2 separate regions of the Sus scrofa genome follow, and region 1 is linked to region 2. Evidence: chromatin contacts called from public HiChIP or PLAC-seq data. All regions are on one chromosome and are shown on one strand. The core of a region is the stretch at or near the end of the contact, and the rest is flanking DNA. Distances in the headings are between cores, read along the strand shown.

Region 1 (7,175 bases), core at 2,249-4,748, 80 kb before region 2:
AGGAGTCTCCATACTGTTTTCCACAGTGGTTGCACCAATTTACAATCCCACCAACAGCATAATAGGGTTCCTTTTTCTCCACACCCTCTCCAGCACTTATTGTTTGTAGACTTTTGGATGATGGCCATTCTGGCTGGTGTAAGGCGGTACCTCAGAGTGGTTTTGCTTTGCATTTCTCTAATAATGAGTGATGTTGAACATCTTTCTTTTTTTTTTTTTTTGGCTTTTTGCCATTTCTAGGGCCGCTCCAGCAGCATATGGAGGTTCCCAGGCTAGGGGTCGAATTGGAGCTGTAGCTGCCGGCCTATACCAGAGCCACAGCAACATGGGATCCGAGCTGAGTCTGCAACCTACACCACAGCCACAGCAACACTGGATCCTTAACCCACTGAGTGAGGCCAGGGATGGAACCTGCAACCTCATGGTTCCTAGTCGGATTCGCTAACCACTGAGCCACGACAGGAACTTCTTGAACATCTTTTCATGTGTTTTTTGGCCATCTGGATGTCTTCTCTGAATTAGATGTTCCTTACTTGCAAGCACCATTAGAGCTACCAAACAGCCATAACAGAGTTGTTTACTCTAACTACATGGCAACTACTCAAGGTCTCTATTTGTCTAGATACCTTATTTCAGTGCTAATAACATCCATGGGTTCAGATTATTCAGTGGAGATGTGTATAGCGGCCTGCCAAGATCATAACTTGGTAGATCAGTGTTCTCTGGATGCCACTGAAAGGTAAAAGGGCTGTCTGGAACCCAGTCAGAACCCCTAGATAATTCCAGCATTTACACTGTCAAGATTTACAACATCTCTTGTGAAAACTGACTCCTAAGTAGGTCAGTCCTTTGTTCATAGAATTTTTTATCTTAAAAATCACTCCCTCTTAGGAGTTCCCATTGTGGCGCAGCAGAAATGAATCTGACTAGTCTCCATGAGGATGCAGTTTCCATCCCTGGCCTCGCTCAGTGGGTTAAGGATCCGGCATTGCCATGAGCTGTGGTGTGGAATGCAGATATGGCTCGGATCTGTGGCTGTGGTGTAGGCCACCACCTGTAGCTCTGATTTGATGCCTAGCCTGGGAACTTCCACATGCCATGGGTGTGGCCCTAAGAAGCAAAAAAATAAAAATAAAAATAAATAATAAAATAAAAAAATGACTCCCTTTTACTGTAAAGGAAACTTAGTGGATTTAGTTCTTCCTAAAAAAATTCTGTGCTGTATTTGTTTTATCTTTTTTCTGCTGGCTTATTTCTCTTCATCCTGAATCCTATTGATTTCCATTGTTTTAAGATCAGTGGTGTTTTTTTTTTTTTCTTCATTTCTTGGAGATTCTGACACTTTCAAACCTTTTTTAGTTGCTGCCAAACTTAATGAAGTTAAAGATATTTGCAGCATGGTCTCATTAACCCAGTTCCATGTAGTTCTGCTGCTGTGGCTTTTAATGGGTTCCTATGACTACTTCCTGCTTACTCATCTTAAAAAGTTTCCTTTTAATGTGGTCTCTCTCTCTCTTTTTTTCTGCTGTCCCCCTCCCCTTCTTTTTCTTCTTTGAGCAGGCGCAGGTTGTTTTTCCTCCTGATTAGCATCTTTTCACAAGTGGTCACTGTTTTTGAGAAGTCTTCTAGAAGGCAGTCAAGACTCGATCACTGTATTTGAAAAAAAGAGTCCAAACCTGGGCAGGAAGGGAAATTGAGCATTTCAGCATTTCCAAAGAGCTAACTAAACTGCAATATTGTTTGTTTGTTTTTAAATTTTGATTGAAGTATAGTTGATTCATAAGGTTGTGTGGGTATATTGTTTGAATTTCTAACCCCTCCATCTCACCCTGGCTATTAGTTTACCTGGGAGGTAAGTGGTTGGTGTTTTTATTTTAGGGCTGCACCTGTGGCATATGGAGGTTCTCAGGCTAGGCGTCCAATCGTAGCTGTAGCCGCTGGCCTACACCACAGCCACAGCGACGCCAGATCTGAGCCTCGTCTGTGACCTACACCACAGCTCACGGCAATGTCAGATCCTCAACCCACTGAGCGAGGCCATGGATCGAACTTGCATCCTCATGGATGCTGGTCAGATTCATGTCCACTGAACCACGACGGGAACTCTGGTTGATGATTCTGATGGTTACATATATCTAACAGGCTTGGAGTAGATTTCCCAGACCTGGTAACTGTAAGAACAAAATATGTAAACACACACACTAAAAATGAGGGGTGGAGGGAACTTGTAACTGAAAAAAGACAGACCAAAACAGTTCTGACAGTTTAAATTGATTGTAATTCTGTCCAACAAAGGAAGCCGACTTGGTTTATCTGCAAGAGGAGGAAAACCACCCTTGCTCCACTCTCTCCTGGAGTATGACAAGCTAGCCGAGTCTGAGGGTGGTGGGATTGAAGAGAAGCATCCCCGTGAAATATTTCTAAAATGGGGCCCAGTTTAGAGTCGACGGTTATTCAGAAAAGTTGGTAGCATTGGCTGTGGGAGAAAGAAAACTGGGGAGAAAGGGCCTACGGATTCAGAGGAAGGAGTTGGAACCCAGTTCTCCATAGCTTGTGGGGAATGTAATAATGTGTGGACCCTCGGGATACGGAGAAAGGGAGTCAGTACCTCCCTAGAAATTAGCTCTCAGCTTACCAACCACGGGCCAGGTATCAGGTGCTCTTTCCTTGATCCTTGTCACCACACAGTGACATGGCTCTGTCATTCCGTCCATCTGAGCTTTCAGGAGAGGTGGAGGCATTGCCCGAGGCCATCCAGCCAGTAAGTGCCGGAGGCTGGATTGGAACCAAACACATTATCTGTGGACCCAGCGCCTTTCCTTTTACCCACTAAGTGGCAACGTGATTTCACGTCTGAGTCTGAGAGTTTCTTGGCAGAACAAGTTGGAAATCACTGGTTTCGGAGATTAGAAATCACCGGTTCCGCGCCCCTGGATCCCTTCCCTGGCCACTCGAAGCGGCTGGGTCGCTCTTTGCCTCGACATCCCTCTCTGTGCAGCACAGACATCGCCCCACTCCCAGGCCCCACTCCCACCGCGCAAGGCTGCAGGGCTCCTCGGGCCTCCACGGTTCCCAGGCGGGGGCAAAGACCATCCCGAGCGAACTCTGGTCGGTGTAAATGGCTGCCAGGGAAAAGTATTGTCCTTAAATCCAAAGCGGCCCTCGACGCAGGGGAGCAACCTCAGGCCTCGGCAGAGCACCCTTAATAACAGGGGCCGGCTACGTTCAAAGGCGGGTGGTTGTCCTAGGAGCAAGAGGGTGGCTGCTAATAAGCAATAATAATGAACAAAACCCGGCGGGGGGAGCCCCGGGGTCCCAGGTCCCGGCAGCCCTCCCACCTCCCTCCGAGGCCTTCCGGACCCCCGGGCTACGCGGGCGGGGCGGAGGGCGCCCGGAGGGAGGCTGGGCCGGGGGCGGGGGCGGGGCGCGCGCGTGCGCGAGCTGTCAGGCCGGCCCCGCCCCCGGCGCGCAGCCCCGCCCCGGCCGCCCCTCCCTCCCCTCCCCCTCCCCCTCCCCTCGCTCTCCCGGTGTAGGGCGGGCGGGCGCTGCGGCGACCGCGGCTGCTGCTTCCTCGGGCCATTTTGCTGAGGAGAGACGGGGAGGAGGAGCCGCCGAGGAGACCCGAGCCGAGGAGCGGCGAGCCGGAGGAGGCGGCGGCGGCGCGGGCACGGGCTTTCCTCGATCGCGGGGATCTCCAGGGGCGAAGGGATCGCCGGGGAGCGGGACCGGAGAGCCGCGCCTGCCGCGCGGCGCGCCCCTTCCCGCCCCCTGCACCATGAGCTGGGGCACCGAGCTCTGGGTGAGTGAGGGGCTGGGCCCGCCGGGCGGCGAGGGAAGGTGCCTGGCGCGCCTGGGCTGGGGGCGCGGGCCCGGCTGCCCGGGTGGGGGCGACCGCGCGCTGGTCGGGGTCCCCGCGGCCTGGGGGGAAGCGCGGGACCGGGTGCCTCTCGTCGGCCTTGGCTCGAGCAAGGGGTGCGAGCCAGATTCGCCCTTCGGAGGTGCGGGGCGCTGGTGTGGGTCCCCTGCTGCTCGAGCGCGGGGCGCGCATCTGGGTGCCCCTGCGGCCTGAGCGGGGGCGCCGGCAGGACTCCGTCTCTCTGGCGCCCCGAGGCCAGGGGTGTGTATCGGGAAGAGCCTTAATCCCCCGGAGCGAGTAACCGACGCGCCGCGGACCGACCTCGATGGGGGGCGTGGAGGCCCGGGGATTTTCAGGACTGCGCTGGGCACTGGGCGCCCAGCGCCGAAATCCGAGGGCTGCTTTCTCTCCGTGGAGGTGCTGGCGGGTCGGGCGCTCCCCCGGGGGGGCGGGGCGGCCCTGGCGGGTCTGGGTGCGAGGTCTTGGGTTTGGGGGCGCAGGGACGAGCGACTGGTGTCTCCCCTTTGGTGGCGAGGACTTTTGACCTGTGATGGTTTGGGGTGCACTTGTGGTTCTTTGAGGGGCCGCTCAGATCCTGGATTTGATGTGGGGACTGCGGCGTTTGGCCTGGAGAGGGGAGAGTAGTCGGAGTTAGAGGGAGATCTTGTGTTATCACCTTTCGGAAGGGGCATTCACGGGGTAAATTTTCCATTTTTTAGCTGCTGGGAGGAGAGCGTCCAAAATGGGGTAGGCTGGCGCGGAGGAGCGCCCCGCGGGGTTCCTTAACCTGGGCTGCGGGTGGATAAACAAGTAGATGCACTCCCCGCACCAGGGCGAGCAGAGGATGCCAAGGCCATCATCCTTGGGGAAGAGAGGCTGTGGCTTGTGGAATGGAGCTGATTTCCCTGCCTTCCTCTGGATTCCTGAGGAAATCACTGGGCAAGGAATGGGGCAGAGCAGTGTCCAGAGGGAGGAGTAGATGAAATCTCAGTTATTGCCCCGAAATGTTCTCAAGATGAGACATTTCCCATGATGAACTGGAAAGTGCCTCCCCGCGGAATTCCATTTGTAAAGGGTGTGGAGGAGAAAGTGCGGGGTGGTGGTGGTTGCTCTTTGAGCTGAGGCCAAGAAATTTCACATCAAAATAAAACAAGGTTACAGCAGCTTTAGAAACAGAGCGCATCCTCCCTTAATTTTTTTTTTTTTGCTGTAATTGTTTTTTACATAACCATTTCTTAGGCTCCGAAGCAGCTGCTGTTATCAATACCAAAATCCTGAAGGCAATAACTCCCTTACATTAAGATAATTTTATAAACATCCTTTATCTAAGGGGACTCAAATTTTCGACACATCGTCCTTTTTAAAATAAAGTAACAGATGGTTTTAAGTATTTACATACAGCTGATTAGGCAGACTCTACCGTTTTAAGTGTTGAATGTCTTTCCTCTTTTTTTATATGATTTTTATTTTTTCCCTTATAGCTGGTTTCCAGCGTTCTGTCAATGTTCTACTATACAGCAAAGTGACCCAGTCACACATACATGTATACATTCTTTTTCTCACATTTCTTTCCTCTTCTATTTCTTGTCTGATCTTTCTACCTTCTCTGGGATGGGGGACTAAATCTGAAGTAATTTGCTATTCAAGAGAACAGAATTTTGGGCACAATTTTTTTTTCCCCTCATGTTCAAATAAGAGCAAGGGATTCTGGGGGGAAAATACAGCATATTTCTAAGTGACATAGGCTGTGGTTAAAGGGACTGAACTGGGCATTCACGGTGATGGTGATGAATCTTATAGAAGGTGATCCAGAAGCGGGGGCGGTTCGGTAGCTGTGAGAAGAAAAACAGGAGTGAAATAGCTACAATCACCTGTGCTATTCTGTACACTTCTTTTGGGGGTGGGGGGAAGAGGGTGGGAAGGAAGGCAAAGATGAGGAGTTGTTGAAAATAAATGGGAACGGGAATATATATGAGTGAGAGGAAATTTTGGATTTGCTTGAAAAGAATTTGGGGTAGGTAGTGGATGGAAATATGAAATGAAAGTGGCGAGGGTTGGTCACTGGGGAAGCTGGGTGATGGGTCGTGGAGGCCCTGCAATTCTCTGCCTGTTTCATGTCTATGCTTGGCATTTTCTACAGTGGAAATAATTGGAAAAGATTTTTAAGGTGGAAGATGTGCAAACTGCTTGGCACATTTTTTTCACATGGTAGGGCTTAAGTGGACAAACGCATCCTCATTGTCTATATGCAAATATTTATCAGCGAAGAGTTAAAAAAGAAAGAAAAAGACATTCCACCAAAGCATCGGCCTTTGCCCTTGAGTGGCTTAGAGGTTAACAGAGGGAAAAGAATGAACATGTAATTGGCACTAAGTGCACAGTCTGAGTTTTAATACCAAGAAGTGTAAGGCCTCAAAATGTCTACGTTCAGTGGCCTTGTTTTATTACTCTTTCAGCTTAAAAAATGAAATAATGAGGGGTTCTGAAAAATAAACCTCCAGTTCTCTGGTGGTGAGAGACTGAATGTGGTGTGGTGTGTTGGGCAGTGTTGGGGCAGCCTGGCAGGGCACTGATTGAGGGTTCGCCTTGAATGGTGGCTGTGGGATCATGCACATGTGTAATGAGATAATGATGGGGCGCTCAAGCCGAGAACTTGGCAGAACGATGCTTCTAGATGGAGAGAGATGGAACTGTGGTTTGGTTGGTCATGTGTTATTCCTAACAGGTGGTTGCAGCTTTCATAGACCTTCACAAATGCTACCAGGTTTTACACACATCCTAGGTCGTGCACCAGCGTCCGTGAAGGCTTTTCAAAACTGCAAGTTTCTAACGCACACTTTACATTAAAGGCCTGTTCTTAGCCACATCCTGCTTTGTAGATGGAGTAAAACCTTTCTCTTCTCTTTTTTTTTTTTTTTTTTTGACCTCTCCATAGGCGTGAACTTTGATACTGTAGGACATTTTTTTTAGAAATCATGAAATGTCAGGAAGTTACCATGCAATCATAAAAATGGACTCAACCCATAATTTGTGATCACTCGATTGATTAGATGGTATTTAAATTGGGGCTTTCTATTTTCTATCAGAAGGTCATAACAAAATAGTTTGCTGCACCTGCGGCACGTGGAAGTTCCCGGCCAGGGATCAAAGCCATGCCGCAGCTGTATCCTGAGCTGTTGCAGGAGCAATGCTAGATCCTTAACCCACTTCACCACAAGGGACCTCCTAAATGGCTATTTTAAAGTGATTAGGACATAATAAAATCATTTCTCTACAGCTCTTCATAATACTGCATTTTAATCCATTTTGAAATTTTTTA
Region 2 (7,381 bases), core at 442-2,941:
TGTGGCATCTGAGTTTCATTTAAATAAAGATCCAGATGGCTGACTGTCCTTCATTGAGTGTTTATTCTTTTTTCCTCACCCCCACCTGTTTTTTTTTTTTTTCCCTTGAAGTGGCTGTTCTCACATCAGTGCCATATTTTGCTTTTTTTTAATATAGGTTTTAAAAATTAATGATCTATTATATATAAATATAGTAAAATGAGCAGCCATCATACCTGATCGTAGAGTGTGACTACGAGACAGTCACCGTTGGTCTCTTCAGCCTTAGTGTGATTTCTTGCGGTGCAGTCAGGTCTTCTTGGAAGCTTTGTCATTGTCATTTTGCTTTAAGTTAATGTTTGCCTATTTTAGGTTCCCTCTGATTTTTATATCTGCTACCTCAGGTCCCCCCGGGGAATTTTCTAAAAACTTTTTGAAAGATGATTTTTTTTTTTTAGTATAGATTTTACCTGTATAGTTTTAAGGCTCAACCAAAAAGTTGAAATGAAAGTAAGTTTAGCTGTCATCCCAGATACCATCGGGCATTTTAAAAGGTCTATTATTATGTTTGAAAAGAAACGAAAGCGTCTTATTACAGGAGAAAGCAAGGAGCATTCTTCTGGGTCTCTAGAGATGGCATTTCCTGTCTCTCCTCTGATAGGAGAAAAAGAGCTGCGATGACTTCATTCCGTGGCTCCAAAAGAAGTGCTTATTATCTTTCTCGAGAGAACAATTCTTCTTTATTTGAAGCCCGGAGACACACTTTTTAGAGCCACACTTGCCCACTGTCCAGCCAAGAAATGTTTTGCCTTTGTTTGTTAATAAACCACAAACACATCTGGCAAAAGCTAGTTTGTTTAACTTTGTAACTGTTAAAATAGTTTTTCCCATTAAAGGAGGGGAGATGGAGCCGGCCACAGAGGCTCACCACTGCTTTTTAGGTCATGGGATGCTTAAGACCGAAAGGACGGCTTTTGTTTCCTCTGTTCCTTTCCTGAGGGGATCAGGCAGCACAAGTTTGCTTTTGTGTGTGTGTTGTAGGCAAATTGCTTTTGGAGGAACTTGTACTAGGAAAGAAAAACTAAAAGGGAAAGCAGTGACATCTAGATTTTTTTTTTCTTAAGCCACACGATATGTTATAATCACAATGATTCACTCACGGCGGGGGTCCCATCGAATTGTGGTGTCGTCCAGGGCTGTTGTAACAGGGGTCCGTCCTGGAAACACGCTGAGACCAATAAGGTCAAGGGCCACACCATGCCTGAAAAATAAGTTCAGGAGTTCCCACCCACTGTGGTTCAGTGGGCGACAGACCCGACCTACTCTCCAAGAGGACGCGGATTCGATCCCAGGCCGTGTCCAGTGGGTTAAGAATCCGGCGTTGCACCGGCTGTGGCATAGGTCGCAGATGCAACTCCAGTTGGACCCCTAGCGTGGGGAACTTCCACAGGCCGTGGGTGTGGCGGTACAAAGAAAATAAACATTCATATTTATTATTAAACATTGACGTGAAGATGGGGCAGGAAAATTTCCTCTGTAGATTTTCAATCAAAATTACCCCCTTGCTTCCAAAACATGACCTTTGGGGGGAGACTATTGTCTTTAGAGAAGAGTCCTTTGATCGTAAAGCTGAGCCCACCTTTCCTCTGCCGCATGTCTGTCATTTTTGCGTTTTCTTGATGTGTGTTTCCTCTCCGGTAGAACGCCTCTGGCTGAGAGCGAGCTTTCATTTTGTGAAAACATATGTTTCAGAGTTGCTGTCGAGACGAGGCTCAAGCTTAGGAGCTTGGCTTTGAACTGGGACCATCTTGGACTCTCAAAGTGAGATTTTAGGGATGGGGTGATCTTTCCAGCAAACTCCAGAACACACTGGGCCGCTTGTGATGTGGGGCCCGATCTCCGGACGGTGTGGGCCATGGCCGAGGGTGCCTCGCTGCCGGGCACAGCCGAGCCTGCATCTCCCTCCTAGGCCTCCTGCTCCTCTGCCCCCCCCCCCCCCGCCCTCCCTCCATCCTCCTTTACGTGAGGTCTGTGGCTGTCAGAAAACCTGCCTGCAGGCTGTACTTCACTCTGCTCTCAGCTCGTCTCACTTCTCCCGAAGCCCAGCCCTTTCTTGCTTGTCTGTTCTCCCCTCGACTCCATCTCTTTGCTGTCATATCCCGGTGTCTATTAGGAGACTTGAAAAAAGAAGCCCCACGGGGCTCCTCTTGGTTCATAGAAACCAAAAAAATTTCTGGATGGATAAACTGTGCTGTCAAGAGGCGCTTAAAACAGTGAAATGTGACCTCAGCAGGGAGACGAGAAAACCTTCCCTCAGAAAGGAGCATTGTTCTTTATTTAAAAGAAAAGTTCTGATTTTGCCCCCTCCTGCCTGGCCTCGGCTACCTTTTGCGACTCGGCTAAGCCCTAGGTTCTGACGAGGCTGCACGGAGGGGACCGCTTCGTTTCTGTCACTTTGATCTTGCCTTCTCCACAGCACCCCCACCAACCCTGCTCACCCCGGCCAGAAAACAGACAGCACATTCAAGCCTAGTAACTGAGGAAAGGCCATTTTTTTAGAAGGAGCATTTACCACCCGTGGAGTGGGTTCAGGACAAGCAGTAAGAGGTGGCGCCGTGTCCCAGCCCAGTCACGGTGGGGAGTGGCTGTGGTCCCGGGTGTCCAAGGCAGGGGAGCCTTATACGAACTTCAGAGATTAGCTGTGAGGATGCTGTCTGAGCAGCGCTGTGGCCTTGGGGCAAAGGACCCCGCCAGCCTCCAGCATCCTAGCCGGGGAGCTGCAGGTGCACGTTCCCGCCCTCTGACAGGTCAGAACCTCTCCACGGCGGCTCTAACAGGGCAAGGGCCTCCGTTCACATGGTCCGTACAGGTCAGAACAGCCTCTGACCTCTCAAGATCGCACAGCCCACATCTGATTGGATTCACCTGTGAATCCTGGTCAACGGGCACCTGAGCTTTAGTCACCACCTGCACTGCTACCCCTTGGTCCAAGCCTCCATCATCTCCAAAGTTGAAAAAGAGAAACTCCTACCTGGAACCTTCCTTCACGTCACCTCTCTACTTGGGGTCCTCCATGCCTCCCCAGTTCATTCAGACAAAAACCCCACAAGACCCTACACAGGCTGCCCCTTTCTTCTCTGACCCCTTCTCCTAGTATTCTTGAGGCTCACTTTGGTCTGGCCCACTGGTGTCCTTACTGGCCAATACTAAGCACATACCTGCCTCAGGGCCTTTGCACATGGCAAGGAGGTAAATTTATCTTTAAGATCTAAGTAATGGACTCATCCATCCACACAAAACATTTATCCAAATGCTGGCAGTGTTATTCAAAATAGCCTCCAAACTGGGAACAATCAAATGTCCATCAACTGGTGACTAGATAAACAAAATGTGGTCTGTTCATCCAAAGGAATATCATGCAGCAATAAAAAGGAGAAAAGAACTGATATATGTGATCATGTGGACGAACCTTGGAAACAGTATGCTAAGAACATAATGAAAGAATGTCATTTTTGCCTGTCACAAAAGACCTCATATTGGAGTTCCCTTCATGGCTCAGTGAGTGACAAACCCGACTAGGATCCTTGAGGATGCGGGTTCAATCCCTTGCCTCACTCAGTGGGTTAAGGATCCGTTGTTGCCATGAGCTGTGGTGTAGGTTGCAGACTTGACTCGGATCTGGCATTGCTGTGGCTGTGGCTGTGGCCGGTGGCTACAGCTCTGATTTGACTCCTAGCCTGGGAATTTCAATATGCCAAGGGTGGGGCCCTAAACAGCAAAAAAAAAAAAAAAAAAAGTTCTAAAATTGATGGTGGTGATGGCTGGCTATTGTGACTCTAGTAGAAACCCCTGAATTGTACAATTTATTATCTTTTTTGAGTTTTACTGTTTTTGGTCTTCTGTCGTTTTTTTTTTTTTTTTAGGGCCACACCCACGGCATATGGAGGTTCCCAGGCCAGGGGTCTAATCGGAGCTGTAGCCGCCAGCCTGCACCACAGCCACAGCAACGCGGGATCCTCCACCCACCGAGCGAGACCAGGGATCGAACCCAAAACGTCATGGTTCCTAGTCGGACTCATTTCCGCTGTGCCATGATGGGAACTCCTGAACTGTACAATTTAAATGGATGAATCGTATGGAATGTGAATTACATCTCAAAGCAATTAAAAATAAGGACTGACGTGATTGCTCTCTTCCAACATTCCTGTTATTTCTACAAGTGGTGTCTTAAAATTCAATATTATTACAGCTAAAGTTTGAAAGGGAACTGGGAGTCATCCTATTTTCATTTCCCATTTGTTTTTTAACTCTTTAGACTTCTTTGGAGTGCACACACTAAATATTCAATATTTAAATGTCATTTAAGTGGATGGATTTTTTTTTTCTCAAGTGTTAACATGAGAAAGAGGGGGTAACTAACCACAGGTGTGTTTCCCCCCCTCCAGCACTTTCATGAAGGACGGAAGGCACAGCAGCATATAGAGACTTGCTGGAAGCAACTAGAATCAGTAAGTAAAAAAAAAACAACAGCTCGAGAAATGTCTTTACCGATTTTCTGATTTGTATTTAACTTCAGCTTGAGTCAACCAGTATGTACCAAACAAACAGAGATGTTTATAATTGGAATTTAATTTGTTTCTAGAAATTACTATAGAAAGTAAAATGTTGAGGAGTTCCCTGGTGGCTCAGTGGGGTAAGAGCCTAGTGTTACTTCTGTGGCTCTAGTTGCTGCTGTGACCCGGGCTCCATCCCTGGCATGGGAATTTCTGTATGCTGCCAGCATGGCAAAAAAAAAAAAAAAATAAAGTAAAATGTTAGGCCCAAAAGAGCTCAAGTAGAGTATTTTTCTGACAATCATAAGAAGGGTTTCTGTTGTGGCTCAGCAGGTTAAGAACCTGACATGGTGTCCGTGAGGATGCAAGTGAAGGATCCTAGCATTGCTGCAAGCTGCAGCATGGGTCACAGATGTGGCTTGTGTCCAGTGTTGCCATGACCGTTTCATAGGCTGGCAGCTATAGCTCCGATTGGACCCCTAGCCTGGGAATTTCCATTTGCCTCAGGTGCAGCCCTTTAAAAAAAAAAAAAAAAAAAAATCATATGGAAAGACAAAAGTAGACAGTTTCGATAGAAATGCGGATTTTAAAATAACTTCCTTGAAGGGATGACAGGTAGCAAATCAGTTCAGAAAAGAGTGCCTTTTTTGGGGAGGGCTGTCCATAAAATTACAGCTGCTCCTGGGAATCTCAGGGTTCCATTCCTAGTAACTTTCCCTGCCACCGTGTCCCTCTGCTTTTAGAGCAAAAGGCGATTTGAGCGGGACTGCAAAGAGGCCGACCGAGCCCAGCAGTACTTTGAGAAAATGGATGCTGACATAAACGTTACAAAAGCAGATGTCGAAAAGGTAAGGCGAAAGTGAGAGTCTTTCATTTCCCTTTTTCACGTTCTTCGTGTTGCCTCCCAGACTGCTGGTCCCCAAGTTCTCCTTTCTGATGCCACCGCAAAAGACCTCTCAACTTGGGATCTTTTTCTTTTCATTTTGTGTCCGTGGGGACGTGCGAGTGGGGGAGGAGAAGGTGAAATCTGGGGGGGGGGGAGTCTTCAGCGTTAGGATTTGAGCAGTTTGTCGATTTGTTTAGTCACCAAGATGATAACACGGGGACCTAGAGCCCTCGGACATGTAGGGAGTGGTTTCCGGAGACTGTGGTTCTTTCTTAATGGCTTTTCAAAGAAAAAGTCAGCCTCTTAAAAGCTGGAGCAGACAGTCCAGCGCCATCTGTAAGAGCTTGGCTGCTTCAAGGGCTCCCATGAAAAAGATAAACAGACTCACACACTAGCCTGACTTCTAATGGATTCATTCAGGTTGATAACAGGTTGGAGTGGAGGGCTTGCATTTGTAAGCCCTCTAAAAAGCTTTTTCTCGAAATGCGCTTGTATTGGCTGTTAGGAGCGTGATATGATTATAAAGCTTGTACTGTGTCTTCTTGGGGTTCCCTGTGTGTCTTTTCCCCAGAAGCTAAATTTTCTTTTTCTAAAAGTCATCAATATAGTGTAAACACAATTAGGCTGTTAAATAACAGTATTCATGCCTTAACTGCCCAGGGCTGCTTTGGCACTCATAGCCGCATGTTTTGCGTGGGGAAAAAAGCACTGCATTTTCCTAGATTTCTTTCACTTCTGCCAGATTAATTTGGAGATGAACTCTGTTAGAAAGTAGCGTGAATTAGTTATTCAGTTATTTGCCCAATTCTGCCAAATTCCTTGCTTAAAGCCTAGGTATATATCAGTGCAGCTTCCTGCACAAGTGTCTAATATATTGAAAAACACATTCTCAGTATCTATAGTTGATCTTGACTGGGGTTATTTGCTAAAAGATATATTCATTTGTTGGTAAAGTTAGCATAAATTTGTCCTAAGTTCTTATACAATATTAACTCCCCAAAGTATTTAATATATTGTTCAATTAAAATAGATTGTCCCAAAGTTTAATAAAAAACAAAACAAAACAGTTTGGGGGGAGTTCCTGCTGTGGCTCAGCGGTTAGAACCTGATATAGCATCCGTGAGGAGGCAGGTATGTGTGGTCGCTGGCCTCGCTCAGTGGGTTAAGGATCCAGCTTTGGCACAGGCTACAGGTGTGGCTCAGATCCAGTGTTGCTGTGGTTGTGGCATAAGCTGCAGCTGCAGCTCTGACTCGCCCCCTAGCTCAGGAACTTCCATATGTCCCAGGTGGGGCCATAAAAAGAAGTTTGGGTGAAATGAAATAAAATCTGTACATGTCTGGCACAAATCTATGTATTCTTTTTTCAAATATTTTCTTATCCTAAATAGAAAATTGGAGTGTTTTATTTGTTTTCTTTTTTTTAAAGATATTACTTTTATGGCTTTTTCTTAGTATAACAGCTATCCATCCCCGCTCATTGTAGAAATACCTGAAAATACAACCAACCAAAAGGAGAGGAAAAAAGTTAAAACATCCAACTATAGTAAATAAAAGGTATTTTATCTTTCAGAGCCTTTTCTTTTTTCTTTTTCCTTTTCTTTTCCCAACAACATGCGGAAGTTCTAGGGCCAGGGATCAAACCTGCACCCCCGCAGGGACAATGCCAGACCTTTAACTTCTGGGCCACCAGGGAACTCCCAGAGCCTTTTCTTTAAAAAATGGCTATGTGTACTGCATATGTACAGCATAATAAAAGGAACATCTGCTCATCTATCTACAATCTATCTTAAGAAATAAAATTGTAGTGCTGTCTTTGGAGTCTCCTGTTCTAACTTCATCTCTCTTCTCTTCACCCTAAGAGGTAAACTTTATCCTTAATTTGGTGTTAAGCATCTCTTTGTGTCTTCATAGCTTTACTGCAGGCATGTGTATCTCCATAAAGTTTATTTTATAATTTTGCATC

Evidence for each region. HiChIP or PLAC-seq counts read pairs in DNA pulled down with a chosen protein or histone mark.
Region 1: an H3K27ac HiChIP or PLAC-seq map of alveolar macrophages shows a contact between it and region 2. The contact joins the promoter of FNBP1 here to the enhancer-like site in region 2. A contact is called at or near these places in 1 of 5 promoter capture datasets (fetal skeletal muscle), 4 of 47 Hi-C or Micro-C datasets (blood, epiblast stem cells and omental adipose tissue) and 1 of 2 datasets of contacts at active chromatin or transcription factors (alveolar macrophages).

The regions. Positions count from the first base shown.
Region 1 is chr1:270,176,535-270,183,709 of Sscrofa11.1, reverse strand. FNBP1 (formin-binding protein 1) reads left to right here and starts at 3,498. Exons shown (of 18, transcript XM_021070148.1): 1 at 3,498-3,799. The coding sequence starts at 3,776. LOC110256408 (a long non-coding RNA gene) reads right to left here and starts at 3,405. Exons shown (of 2, transcript XR_002337858.1): 1 at 2,636-3,405; 2 at 1,259-1,676.
Region 2 is chr1:270,094,256-270,101,636 of Sscrofa11.1, reverse strand. FNBP1 (formin-binding protein 1) reads left to right here. Exons shown (of 18, transcript XM_021070148.1): 5 at 4,425-4,487; 6 at 5,276-5,380. Among named protein-coding and RNA genes, the nearest start is that of FNBP1, 82 kb to the left of the region's middle. Within about 2 kb of position 1,691, at least 28 of the 83 cell types and tissues checked have an H3K27ac peak or open chromatin away from gene starts, as enhancers often do.